2 separate regions of the Mus musculus genome follow, and region 1 is linked to region 2. Evidence: chromatin contacts called from public HiChIP or PLAC-seq data. All regions are on one chromosome and are shown on one strand. The core of a region is the stretch at or near the end of the contact, and the rest is flanking DNA. Distances in the headings are between cores, read along the strand shown. Region 1 overlaps Bcas3 (breast carcinoma amplified sequence 3). Region 2 overlaps Gm33028 (a long non-coding RNA gene).

Evidence for each region. HiChIP or PLAC-seq counts read pairs in DNA pulled down with a chosen protein or histone mark.
Region 1: a contact with region 2 is called in an H3K27ac HiChIP or PLAC-seq map of extraembryonic endoderm stem cells, with 2.3 times the contacts expected there. The contact joins two enhancer-like sites. A contact is called at or near these places in 1 of 115 datasets of contacts at active chromatin or transcription factors (extraembryonic endoderm stem cells) and 1 of 9 other capture datasets (embryonic stem cells).

The regions. Positions count from the first base shown.
Region 1 is chr11:85,364,542-85,370,987 of GRCm38.p6, reverse strand. Bcas3 (breast carcinoma amplified sequence 3) reads right to left here. Exons shown (of 24, transcript NM_001166643.1): 4 at 5,361-5,436. Among named protein-coding and RNA genes, the nearest start is that of Bcas3, 15 kb to the right of the region's middle. Within about 2 kb of position 2,992, at least 77 of the 459 cell types and tissues checked have an H3K27ac peak or open chromatin away from gene starts, as enhancers often do. A contact at or near this core is called in extraembryonic endoderm stem cells, where this site is marked.
Region 2 is chr11:84,942,267-84,949,422 of GRCm38.p6, reverse strand. It overlaps Gm33028 (a long non-coding RNA gene), which reads right to left. Exons shown (of 3, transcript XR_388934.3): 3 at 5,568-6,320. It overlaps Gm32917 (a long non-coding RNA gene), which reads left to right. Exons shown (of 5, transcript XR_003949581.1): 2 at 1,983-2,164; 3 at 2,434-4,363; 4 at 4,944-5,028; 5 at 5,203-5,532. Among named protein-coding and RNA genes, the nearest start is that of Gm32917, 5.2 kb to the left of the region's middle. Within about 2 kb of position 4,947, at least 47 of the 459 cell types and tissues checked have an H3K27ac peak or open chromatin away from gene starts, as enhancers often do. A contact at or near this core is called in extraembryonic endoderm stem cells, where this site is marked.

The DNA.
Region 1 (6,446 bases), core at 1,743-4,242, 420 kb before region 2:
ATTAATGTTTAGCTTGGGTTAAGAGAATAGAAAGCACGGCACAGTGGTTAAGAGCACATGCTGCTCTTCCAGAGTTGGGGTCCCAGCACCGACATCAGTCAGCCAGTAACTGCACCCGCAGAGCATCCAAAGCCTCTGAGGTCTGGGGCAATGCACATGCACTGACAAAGCTACACATAACACTTTTCTTTAGGGCTGGTGAGATGGCTCAGCAGGTAAGAGCACCTGACTGCTCTTCCGAAGGTCCAGAGTTCAAGTCCCAGCAACCACATGGTGGCTCACAACCATCCGTAACAAGATCTGACTCCCTCTTCTGGTGTGTCTGAAGACAGCTACAGTGTGCTTACATACAATAATAAATAAATCTTTAAAAAAAAAAAACACTTTTCTTTAATTTTTTAAAAAGTTCAGAGGCCAAAATGACATCTCTGGCCTACAAGTCAAGCAGGTAAGGAGGCTGAAGCAGGAAGATCACCAGAGCCAACCTGGACTACATAGCAAATTCTAAGCCACACTAGCTACACCATGACTCTTGGTTTGGTTCTACATTTTGTAGCACTGGAGATTGAACCCTCACATGTGCTAGGCAAACGTGCAAATGCTCAACTGTAACCCCAACGTGCTTTTTCCTTTTTGGGTGTGAGAAAGATACCCAAATTGCATAGGCTAGCTTTGGGATAAGGTGCACAGGTTGATTCATAGTAGCATTATTTGTAAACAGCCAAAAGATGAAAACAATACCAACATTCACCAAAGGAATAATAGTTGGACCATGATACATAGATAAAATGGAATTCCATCAAAGAAAAGTAATGAATTTCTACAGACTACACTGTACAGAGGACTCACACAGACACACTAGGCAAAGAAGCCAGGCAAAAGACAATAGTAATGAAAGACTTCTGAACATTCAGGTAGCAACAGAATGTTTTGGGTTTTGGTTTTTAGTTGGAGAGAGGGGTGTTTCTCCTGTAGCCCTGGGTGTTCTGGAGGCCCCTATGTAAAGCAGGCTGGCCTGGAACTCACAGACCCTTCTGCTTCCCTGCAATGCTGGGATTAAAGGCGTGGACCACTACTCTGGGTTAACAATGTACTTTTCAAAAACACTAAATTTTGTTTGTTTTCCTGTTCTTTTGAGACAAAGTCTAACTCAGGCTGGCCTGAAACTTGCTGTGTAGCTGAAAAACATCCTTTGTCTCATGTTACTTTCCTGTTGGTCTGATAAATTCTATGACAACAGGAGAAAGGGGCTATAGTTCCCAGTTCAAGGAATAGTGGATGGAGGCAGGAGATCAAGCAGCTGCTCACATCTGACCTTGGCAGGAAGCAGAGAGGGAAGAACTTGTCCAGCTGCTCACTCCCTTCTCCTGGAGCCCTTAGGGAAGGAATGACCTGCCTAGAATTAGCTAACCAAGAGAAGCCTCACTGATGACAATGACCAACCCCAGTTGCCTGTGCTGGCTAACAATGGATGGACGCTCTGCTCTAACTGCTAACAATCAAGCTAAAAGCCAAGTTGAAGGAGATAACAGCCAAATTCTTCCTTTCATTGACTCCTTATTAAACACCGAAATGCAAGCTAAGCCCAGGAAGGCAATCCTGGAGTGCCACCACTCTGTGGGCTAAGGATGTGGTGAACTGGTAGCTGATACAAAGCCACCTCAGGGTCTGTATTCAGTTCCCAGGTCCAAGTATGTTATTTTGGATCTGTCCCCATTGAGGGGAGGGGCCAGTGAGGCGGCTAGGTAGGAGAAGGGCACTAGCTGCCAAGCCTAAAGACCTGGGTTTGACCAACATGGTGGAAGTTGTTCTCTGACCTCCACACTTCAGAGAGTTACATACAGGAGTAATTCACTTGTGATGTCTTCCCACCTTTCTAGTCTCTGTTCTGGCCACCTGAACATTTTTTACTTTATGAATGGAGAAATAAATCCTACTGAAACCTTTAATTGTATCTCTTATAAATATTAATAAAATAAAAACAAGACAAAACTACAAGGAAAAAATACAGTAGACCAGCATGACAAAGAGAAATTAAAACCACAATGTCCTTCCAAAAACTCAGATCAGGCCAGGCAGTGGTGGCTCACGCATTTAATCCCAGCACTTGGGAGGCAGAGGCAGGAGGATTTCTGAGTTCGAAGCCTGCCTGGTCTACAAAGTGAGTTCCAGAACAGCCAGGGCTACACAGAGAAACCCTGTCTGGAAAAAAAAAAAAAAAAAAAAAAAAAAAGCCACTCAACTCAGGGCTGTAACTCCATTCCAGAGGACCTGCCGAGCTTGCTGATTCAGCTGCTAGGGGCAATGACTGCCCACATGTCAGCCCCCACATGGCAGCTCACAACCTTTTGTAACTCCAGCCCCAGTGGATCCGATGCCCTCTTCTGGCCACTTGGCCTTGCCCATTAGTGCTGTAGGAACAGAGATTCAGGCAACACTCATACACATAAATCTAAAGAAAACCTTTTGTAAAAAGTGAAAAGGAGGGCAATCCAAAATCCTCACACAGGGCCTGCACAGACATTTCTCTAAAGACATCCATTAGACATCTCCTTTGATGTAGCCAAGCTCAGCACCAAACCGGTGACTGAATGTCTGTGAGAGCATGTCACCGTGTCACAACTATGCAGCTTGAGGTGTTAGGGCAAATTTAGAACAATTCAGCAGAATTTCATGGGAATTTTAAGAATTTCATTCTTTGTTTTGTTTGTTTGTTATTTTTTGTTTTTCGAGACAGGGTTTCTCTGTGTATCTCTGGCTGTCCTGGAACTCACTCTGTAGACCAGGCTGGCCTCGAACTCAGAAATTCCCCTGCCTCTGCCTCCCTCTGGGATTAAAGGCCCTGCTTGGCAGCTGAGAGCAGCAGCACACTACCCTCCCTCTACAGACCCCAAGGTTACTTGAACTCCAGCCCTGCAGTGCTCCACAGGGATCAGAGCACCAGGAAGCTACTGTGTGACTAACAGGCTGAGGCAAGCAGCGTGGATATGGAGACAAAGGGTGACTCACAGCTCAGGCAGAAGAGAAAAGGCTGGGGCAGGACGGCACAAGATTCCATCAGCCTACTCAGACCAGCACACAATTGTAAAGGCTACACTTTTTGTTTCAGGAATATGCTACTGAATACCTTTAGACATTGGTAGCTGAAACCTTGGAGAGCAATGCCACACTAAGAGAAGGTGCTCTGCATACAAGTAAGCAGTATGCACTCGGTATTGTTCACAAAGGAAACAAATCAAAACTACAGCTCAAACCCTGTAAGATGGCTTCATTATAAAACAACACATGTGAGGGGGTACTGGCTGCTTTTCCAAAGGACCCAGGTTCAATTCCCAGCACCCACATGACAGCTCCCAACTGTGTGTAACACCAGTTCCAGGGGATCTGACATCCTCATACACACATACAAGAATAGCAATGTATATAAAATAAATAAGTCATTTAAAATAAATAAATAAAATGGTACATGCAGAATGTACTGAAATCTGAGGAGCTAGCAGTGCAGGGCAGTTACACACCAGACTGTGCCTCTCTTACTTAATGACCTGGAGATTCAATCACCAATGTCAAGAAAATACCCTTGTGCATTGCCATTAGGAACCTATTATACTGGAAAGGCACTATAGCATAGTGGTTCCTTTAAGAATTAACATTGGAATTACCACATGGATTCCAGCAATTTCCCTTCTAGTTATAAGCCAGACAGAAACAGTCTTGACACAGACACCAATGGCTATTCACATAATTACAAGCTGGAGGGAGCCTTGTGAACAAGCATATCCCACTAGCTGCTCGGGGGACTGAGGATGGATGACTGTAGCAGGTTAAAGGCCAGCCCGGACTACAATGTGAGTTATGGCCAATGGTCAATTTAGTGAGTCCTTTCCTCAAAATGAAAAATCAGTCCAGTGCTGAAGATGTACCTCAGTTGTTAAATGCTTGGCTGGCACACAGACGTCTAACATCCATTCCTTGCACCCCAAAAAGGGGGCAGAAGAATCAAAAGTTCAAGGTCATCAACTACTTTACTCAAGTTTCAGGATAGTCTGTCTGGACCACACCTGTCTCAAAAACAGTTTGTCCACTTGGAACACATGTTTACTTCCTGTACAGAGAAGTACAGTTAGGTGAAACTCTGTGACTTACTGGCCAGAACGCACTACATACTGAGTCCCAAGCCAACCAGCAAATTCAGTACTTGGGAAATAGAGGCATGAAGAGCAGGAGGCCAAACCCAGGCTGATCCATATGACACCCTGCCTCAAAAAATGAAGAAGTAAAAGGAATTCTAGGGCACAGCTCAGTGTGGTCCACTACACAGCACACACAGCTCAGTATGGTCCACTACACAGCATGCACACTGCTCTTGGTTCACTGACCAACAGTTTTTAAAAAAACGGCACATAACTCAGGTTTCTGAGGAGGCCGGGGAAAAAGACTTGTTTGTTTGAGGTCAGGAGTCTAATATTATCCTGAGCAATCCCAGTTTACTATAGTAAGTGGATGGTGGCATGCACACAGTGGGATATTAGTCAACCTTTAAAAAGAAGCAAGGACATTCTGACATATGCTCCATTGTGGGTAAACAGCGAACATGAAACCATTTCTATGAGATGCCTACATAAGTCAGTCATAACGAAAGTAGAAGGGCTGGAGAGATGGCTCAGGGTCTAATAGGACAGGCTGCTCTTTCAGGGAACTGAGGTCTTATTTCCAGCATTCACTTGGTGGCTGACAACATCTGTCACTCTACTTAGAGGGGATCACACTCCCTCTTCTAGCCTCCATGGTGCACAGACACACATGAAGGAAAGCACACATCCACACAAAATAACTTTCTTTAAAGAAGAAAATAGGATGGTGGTTAGAAGGACTGGGCATGAGGATCCAGAACACACTTTAAGAAATCTAGTTTGGGCCGGGTGTGGTGGTGCATGCCTTTAATCCCAGCACTCGGGAGGCAGAGGCAGGCGGATTTCTGAGTTCGAGGCCAGCCTGGTCTACAAATTGAGTTCCACTGTCTCGGAAAAAAAGAGAGAGAGAGAGAGAGAAAGAAATCTAGTTTATTCCCCAGATGAAAATGCTCTAAGACTGATGACCACCGACTGCAATGGTTATACACAACAGCACGGCTGGTTTCCAGACGGGTCTTACTATGCCCCAGACTCACCTCCAACTAGGGATCCTCCTACCTCCGCCTGTGAGCCCTGAGATGATAAGCATGTGCTACTATTCCCAGCCAAAGATGAATTTATTTAGTATAAGCAAAATAGCCTGACTGAACTTGGGGTTCCCTTTCTAAAATCAGGTCAGCCCCAAAAGAGCATTTAATATACACATCCCAGAAAAGTTAGTCATACCGTTCAGATCTGCATTCTCAAATCTGACCCAGACTATCTTCTCCTTTTCTTCTGTTAGGGGAGACCCACTGTAAGCCTGCAAATTAAACAGAAATGTTTTCATTAAAATACAGTACAACTCTAAAACCACAGAAGTTCAAAGCAAAAGATGACACCAACGCAACTAATTCTATCCCTCTCTGTCCCTCCCTGCTGCTGACCAGCACAGTGTGGAATGTCATTACTCCAAGAATGCCTGTCCAGGAATAATATCAAAGGCAAGTTCTTAACCTCCACAGAATCACAGATGCCTAAATACACTGATCATAATAAGCCATCCATTACCATCTCTTCTCATCAATAAGGCTTACAGAGTAACCAAACTCTACCCAACACCTACACTTCTCAAGAATATGGCTTTTTTAGTCAGCTACCTGGCTTTCACACCCAAAGAAGCAGTTAATTCTTGTAAGACTGCTAGAATCAGGAGGATAAGCATTCATGGATAGAGTGGTATCAATAACCATCAGTGTACAAAAGAACTCATCTCTCCACAAAAAGCACATTCCCATTTACAACGCTCAGGAGGGCTGGAGATGTAGCTCAGTAGGTGCTTATCTATCTTCCAGGAAGCCCTGGGCTTGACTCCTGGTGCTACATAAAACCAGGGCTGGAAGCGAGGAGACACGAGGAGCAAACAAGTTCAAGATCATTCTGGGCTGCACAGAAACTCTGTCTCAAAACACACACACATACACACACACACACATTAAGATCATATAGAGGAAGCTGGGCAGTGGTGGCACACACCTTTAATCCAGCACTTGGGAGGCAGAGGCAGGAGGATTTCTGGGTTCAAGGCCAGCCTGGTCTACAGAGTTAGTTCCAGGACAGCCAGGGCTACAGAGAGAAACCGTTTCGAAAAACAAAACAAAAAACAAAAAGAAAACTTGCCAGAAATGAACAAGACCCTAGGTTGATCCCTAGTACAAAAAAATAAACTGTGTGTCTGTGCATGTGGGTGTGCGTTTGTCTTCCTCAAGAGCCACCTTATTTGAGTTCTTTAAAAAAAATTTAAATAATTAATCAATTTTACACTCCATCATA
Region 2 (7,156 bases), core at 3,698-6,197:
CCACCTAAAGAGGCCAGTGGGTAGGAGGCTAGGGGAGTGTCCTGAACTTGAGACCTGACTGAGTCTTTAAAGCTGATGTCTCACATTCACCTACCTATCTGGCATCCTAGTGCACACCTGCAATCCCAGCCCTCACGGAAGGCTGGGGCACCACAGCCAGACCCTCTCTAGGAAAGAGAAAAAAAAGAACAAAGACCTGATCTTTCCTGTGGTGTATCGGCTAAGCCAGCACACACCCCAGAGAAGCTCACCTAACGCCAGAAGGCAGCAAAGATCCTAAGTTACTTTTTTGGCTTATAAACGAGGAAGCTGAGGCTCAGAGAGGCGGATGTCTTGTCTCAATTGTCCAATAAGGAAAGAGCAGAGGTGGATCTGCACCCTGGTCTCTGTCCCCTCTTCCCAGGCCTCTGCATCCTGTCTCCCTGACACCCCCCCCCCCTCCAGAACATCATACTTCCTTCCCACTGGGACCTCATTTCCACCTGGGCTTGTTTTTTGTTTTTTGTTTGTTTGGTTGGTTGGGGTTGTTTTGTTTTGTTTTGTTTTTGGGGTTTTTTTTTGCACCCCCTTAGAGTTAATTAGCAGGGGACTCAGGGAAGGGTGGCAGAGATTCTAACGTTTGTATTCCTGGATGTTGAGATGAAATCCACAGGCCCAGCAAGGTTTAATCAATAGCCTGGCTTCACCACTCCCCAACCTGGAACTCCGCCACGTTCCAGCAGAGCCTAGAGTGCTGCTCTTTTGCCAGCTCTGTGCAGGGCAGGTGGCAGCCCTTCCCACCCACCCTATTTTCCTGACTGTGGAAGAGAAACCTGGAAGGTAGAGAGAAGGGGGCCAGAGAGAGTATCATACTCTCACTAGGCTTCTCTTGAGAAACAAGGCAGAACCTTCTGTCCCCAAACATTTTGAAATAACAGCAACAGGATGTGTGGAAAAATCCAGCAATGGGGGGTGTGTGGGGGGGTGACATATGTTCTGTTCTTGCCCTACAAAAAGTTTAGGAGAAAGCCCCACTAGTTGTCCCTGTCCCTGCCTCTCTTAGTTCCACCTCAGAAGCCAGGCTCAGAGGCCAGCATGAGGTAAGGGTTGGACTGCCTTTGGATTTTTCCAGCCGTATTCATTGACATTCAGATTTTGCTGTGGAAGGATCCCTGAAAGGAGGGGGAGGGGAGGGGGTGCGTGTTGGGGAGGCTGAGCCATACAGGCAGCCTGGGTAGGAAGAAGGAAATTTAAGAAAACAGATAATTGGCTGGGCATGGTGGCCCATATCTTTAATCTCAGCAATCACTCGGGAATCTGAGTTCAAGGCCAGCCTGGTCTCCAGAGTGAGTTCCAGGGCAGCCAGAGCTACACAGAGAAACCCTGTCTTAGGAAAAACACCACCACCACCATGGGCTGTAACTGTAGCTCTGTTGGCTTACACAGGCTCTGGAATTGGTCCCTAGCACCACATATGCCGGGGTTACATCGTAGGGGTGGGGGGTGGGAGGGTGATGGTATATCCCTGTGCTGAAAGATGGAAGCAAGAAGATTGGAAGTTCAGGGCTATCTTCGGTTATATAATGAGTTTGAGGTTAACCTGGGCTACGTGACGCCCTACCTCAAAATAAATAAGAAGAGTCAGGTGGCCCTGACACAGGCAGGCTTTTAATCCCAACACTCTGGAGGCGGATCTCTGAGAGTTTAAGGCCAGTTTGGTGTTTACATTTCCAGGACAGCCAGAGCTACATAGTGAGACCCTGTCATAAAAAAGAAAGAAACAAAGAAACAAGGAAAGGAACAAAGAAGGTCCTTGCAGGGGCATCTGTGTGCTTGTGTGAAATATTCTCAAATCATTCAAATATCTGCTCGTTGTAGACTATTTGGAAGGGAGAAGCCACCAGAAGCCTTATTTCCCAGTTGGTACCATTTTATAATATGTATATGCAAATCTTTTCATTTAGAAAGACTCATTCATGCTTATTCTTCAATGTCCCCTTCAGTCTTCTATTCACAGGCAGATGCTGTTGGCAGAGCCATCCCGTTCCGCTTTTCAGCCTTCACAATTGCATGTAAACGGAGTTGGCATTGCAGGAGAGCTTTCATGGGGCAGCCAAGTGTGCCCTCAGCTCACTTTCCGCTGTAAAATCATCAGCAAGTCTCTGTGCCACGGGAAGGTGGGAAGGTGAGGCCACAGTGTGTACAGAGTTCCAGACTCCCAGCTTCTCACTGAACAGAGGGCCTGCGTTCATGAGCGCAGTGAGAGGTGAGACAGTTCAGGGAACTCTTTAGAAGGTGACCTCCTCGGAGGCCAGCTGGAGGAGAGTCTGAGCCTAAAGTCCAACCCATCTCATCTCCCAGTGCCTGTGAAGTAGGAAGTGCCTGTGTGTGATGCGGAGTGTGCTGAGGCTTTTGTGGTTGGAATTTGGGAGTAACTGGAGGATGTCCTTGCAGGTACCTCCTCTGAGTGCATCGGCACGTGGGTGCCTTCTGCTGCCCCTGACCTTCCGACAGCCCAAGGCCTTTCATAGTTCAGAAGGTACACCAAATAACAGTTGGTTCCCCCTTGGTTTGTCTGTCCTCTTCCTTCTCCTTCCCTCTGTCCCTCTCCTCTTCCTTCCTTGGTGCCATTTAAATCCAGGGTTTAAATCTTGCTCTTCTAGGCAAGCACTCTACACTGAGCCACACACCTGCCCTCTTTTCCAACTCTCAATAGGTTGCCAGGCTGGCCAAGTGGAGACATTCCTGCTGCAAGCTCCCAATAGCAGGGATAAAAGGTGTAGCACCTTGCAGGGCCCTCGTTTCTTTTCTAGGTCGGGGGAAGAACATCACGTAATTACAATGAAATAGCACTTGGAAAGGTGGAAAACAGTTCTTTAGACTCACCCCATAACAGGTACCCTGAACTTTACCTCTTTCAAGAGCTGTTCCAGGGGCTGGAGAGATGGCTCAGCAGTAAACACTTGCTCTTGCATGCATAGGTCTTGAGTTCAGTTTCCAGCACCCATATTAGGCAGTTCATATGTGACTCCAGCCCCAGGGGAGGATCTGATGCCCTCTTCTGGTCTCTTTGTGTATCCAAACTTACTTACTTACGTACATACACACACACACACACACACTCTTTAAAAGAGAGAGAGATCCCAATTACTACTACTATGAACTACCTTATTCTGAACTCTTCTCTTTCTCTAATACTGGAGGGGAAACTGAGGCATGCAGCTGTGACTGAGGCAGCAAGTTTCCTGAAGACCACGCATTGCCTAGTTATTTCCTTCTCCAGGTGTGGTCCTGGCCGCCTGGGGCACTGGGAAGAGATGAAGGCATTCATTACAGCTGCAGAAGGAGCCAAGGGTCAGGCAGGCAGCTAAGGAGTTCACCTGTTTGTTGGAGCTGGTCCTGCATGAGAACGTGCAAGCTGGTTGGATGGGCTGACCTTGCCTCCTTCCTTATTATGGCCACTGAGGAAGAGAAAACTCTTTCATAACAAGTGACTGGGAAGTTAGTTCTCAGAAGTGTAGTTAAAGTTTAATGACACCTACATGGGATGGGTGGGAATGGGCTGGTTTCATTGGTAGGCCTGTGTACAGGCAGAAGGCTGCACATAGATGGAATCTGCACATGTTTAAAGTTTTGCTGTTTCCCTTCTTGAAATGTTTGGAGACAACAGTCTCTACATATTCACTGAGTTATCATTGAGTGGGGCAAGGGACAAGGGCAGATTGATCGTGTTTGCCTCCTGGCGGCATCTTGACCTCCCCAGGGTTATCAAAGGGCATCCGGGCAAATGGGAACGGCAGCCCCCTACATCGGCACACCTGCTTGGTCTCCGGAAATGCTTGCTCCCTATCCACCACATCTAGTGGCTCCAGGTCGGCCAAATCTAGCTCTCAAAGTCTGACTCTGTGCTTGTGACTTCCATCACACTGTCACCTGCTGCAAGCCAGAGTGGTCACCAACCTCTGTTGAGTGCTTGCTCAACAAAGTCTTGTCAGTGCTTGCTGCGGGTTGGGCCCTGGAATGCGGAGGATGTCGCCTGCCAGACTTTGGCTTGCAGTAATCTGGATCTGATATAGCAGGATGCCTAGGGCTGCAGGGGATAAGAGGCAGAGGAGGCCCCTGGTGGGAGCCAGGAAGGGGCCTGGGGGGTGGTGAAGGAATGCACCAGGAACCAGGTTGGAGCGATAGTTTTGTTATCTCCCCCACCCCACCCCCCACCTTCAGGGCAAAAACCAGCCCTAAGACCTTTCCTTGGAATTCTAAACCTCATTCCTCACTCAGAGGGGGTTACTTAAGGTGGACAGAGGCTGTTCGTGAAAGATAGGAGAAGCCTGACGTGGCGGCTCATTCCTCTAATTCCGGCACTTTGGAGACTCAGGCGGAGGTTTGTTCTGTGGATTTGAGGAAAGCCTGGACTATGTAGTGAATTCCAGAATAGTCAAAACTACAGAGCAAGACCTTGTTTTAACCCTTCCCCAAGAAAGAGAGAAGGGAAAAGGGAAGGAAGGAGAGACTGGGGTCGGAGTGGGGGTGGGGGTTGGGAGAGGGAGATGTTAGCACTCTGTCTAAGCTCCACCCCACGTTACCTGGCAACAGCCAGTTAGGCCTGACCCACTATAAAGGGGGCTGCTTGCCCCCTCCTCCCTCTCTTGTTTCTCTCTTGCCCTTTTGGGCAATTCCCTTCCCCCTCCTGTCCCTATTCCCTTCCCCCTCTCTCCACGTGTTCATGGCCCGCCTCTACTTCTCTACCTCTCTCTACCTTTTTCTGCCACTGCTACCCTCATGACTCCCCTCCCCTTGCCCTAAATAAACTCTATTCTATACTATATACTGTTGTGTGGCTGGTCCCTCAGGGGGAAGTGATACCTTGGCATGGGCCCACTGAGACAACCCCTTCCCCCACACTCACCCACACATCCATAGAACACATCTCCTCTCTCTTTATCTTTTTATAAACACATCAGGAGGGAGTCCCAGGTCTTTTAACACCTGCCTGGCAGATAGCTGTGTCTGCTCAGCTTGGAGTGGCGGCGTCTGTCTGGAAACCAGGTACTTTTCCTCTACTTCAATTCATAAGGTAGGTGGGAGAGGCAAGAATCACATCCATAATGAGCAGAGCAGCTCTGGGACAGAACCCTATGCTCAGGAGCTGCCTGGGTCCCATGCAAGTTGTGCACTGTGGCTGGCCTTCCTCAGGCAAGCTTCCTTGTCTTCCGATTCCAGTTCAAACCAATGGCTTAGAGACTTGTAAGGATGCGTTCTGAACTCCACGTGGGGAGCTGAGCAGAGGGGCGAGGCGTTTCAGCACCACAGGGTGGACAGCACTCCTGGGGAGACTTGAGAAGCCTTCTGCGGCGATAGCTGCCGGCCTCCTGCGCCTCCTTCCGCCCTTTTCATCCGGATCTTCACCCAGGTTTATCCCTGCGGAGAGATCGTCTCCTCCCCGCAGAGTTATCCTGCAGGCTTCAACACCAGAGGTTGACGAGGTCCTGGAGCTGTGTGTACTCAGAGTATCATGAATAAAGAGTGCAAGAAGTGGGGAGAGGGCCAAAGTTCCCCGGGGTGGGGGTGGGGGACGGGAGGGGAGGGGGAGCTGCGAGCAGAGCCCTAGTTCCCCGCAGCAGTTTGTTGATTCTCTTGGAATTACAGCGTAGACTTTGTGGATCCTCAGGCTCTTGCAAATCCAGGCCTACAAACAAGCTCACTCTAATCTTTGGCTCCAGGTTAAAAAGTCAAGGAAGCACCTGGAGGGAACTACGGAACTCTGAGGGCTGTTTGAGCTAGCTGGCCCCGTTCCCTGGGAGCCCTGTGGAAGGTCCTCTGCAGGGTTAAGATGACAACCCTCCTTCTGCACAGAAGTCTCCTCTGAGAATCACAACAGCTGGGAGATGTGGGCCCACAGTTCCCGTGGGATCACAGAGTGGGTGGCCAACAGCTCCAAGCTAGACAGCCAGCGCAGCTAGGAGCAGGACTGGAATCCAGTACTCTGAATCTGCTCCTTGTTTTCCAAAACTGTCTGTCTCTCCAGGATCAATGGTTCCTACTTCCTAAGGAGCGTGACAGACAACCAAGAAGCCTGCAGAGACACCACACAGTGTGTCCCTGAGACCCTTAGACTCAGTAGTTGAAAACAGGGTATACTTGGGGTTAGTGGCTGGCAATTTATGTCTTTAGTGTTTCCTTCTGACTCTTGGGAACGGGTACAGGGTTGGGACTTGTTAGTTGGGACTTGTCCAGAACCAGGCACTGGACACAGGCTTGTGGACTTCTTCCAAAGCGTGTTTATGCAACGTGAGGAAATTGTCAGGGACAAATCACACCCAGAAGGTGTGGACTTCAGCCTGGAGGAGGCAAGGTGAGAGACCCTGTTATCTCTAGAAAGTGGGACAGGGCAGGCCAAGCTTCCTGGGGCTAGTAGGATATATTGGAGAGGGGCTCAGTCCTGTGGGACCTACATTTCCCACCAACAATGGCAGATATTTCCTTCTTGGGAGAACCTAGTCCTAATTCCCACTTGCTGCTCAGAGTGTGTGTTCTCTTGCCAGGAAGAGGCATACAGCCCAGAACCCAGAGCCAAGGCTTGTACTGTGAGGTACAGGAAGCAGAGGGCAAGAGGTTGCTAAGGGAGCTGTAGGTTGTTAAGCGATTGTTGAAGTGATCACCAAAGGTGTCACATGTTTTTGTTGTTTGTTTGTTTTGAGACAGGGTTTCACTGTGTAGCCCTGGCTGTCCTGGAACTCACTCTGTAGACCAGGCTGGCCTTGAACTCAGAAACCTGCCTGCCTCTGCCTCCCAACGGCTGGGATTAAAGGTGTGCGCCACCACTGCCCAGCTGGTGTCACATATTTTGAGAAGGGCTGGGATTAAAGGAGTGTGCCACCACTGCCCAGCTGGTGTCACATATTTTGAGAGCAGTGGAGTTTAAAAGACAGTAGCTGCCTTCTTCATGGACAGTCTCAGAGATGTATGGGGGAGTAAGCCCTGCAGGGGAGCCCTCAGCTGGTGGTTTCCTGGGTTCAATCACACTTCATTTTTGTTTAGCTTTTTTATTTTAGTGTTTGTTTTTGCTTGTTTGTTTCTTTCAAGACAGGTTTTCTTTGTGTGTTGTAGAAAGTTTTTTTGGGGGCTGGTGAGATGGCTCAGTGGGTTAGAGCACCCGACTGCTCTTCCGAAGGTC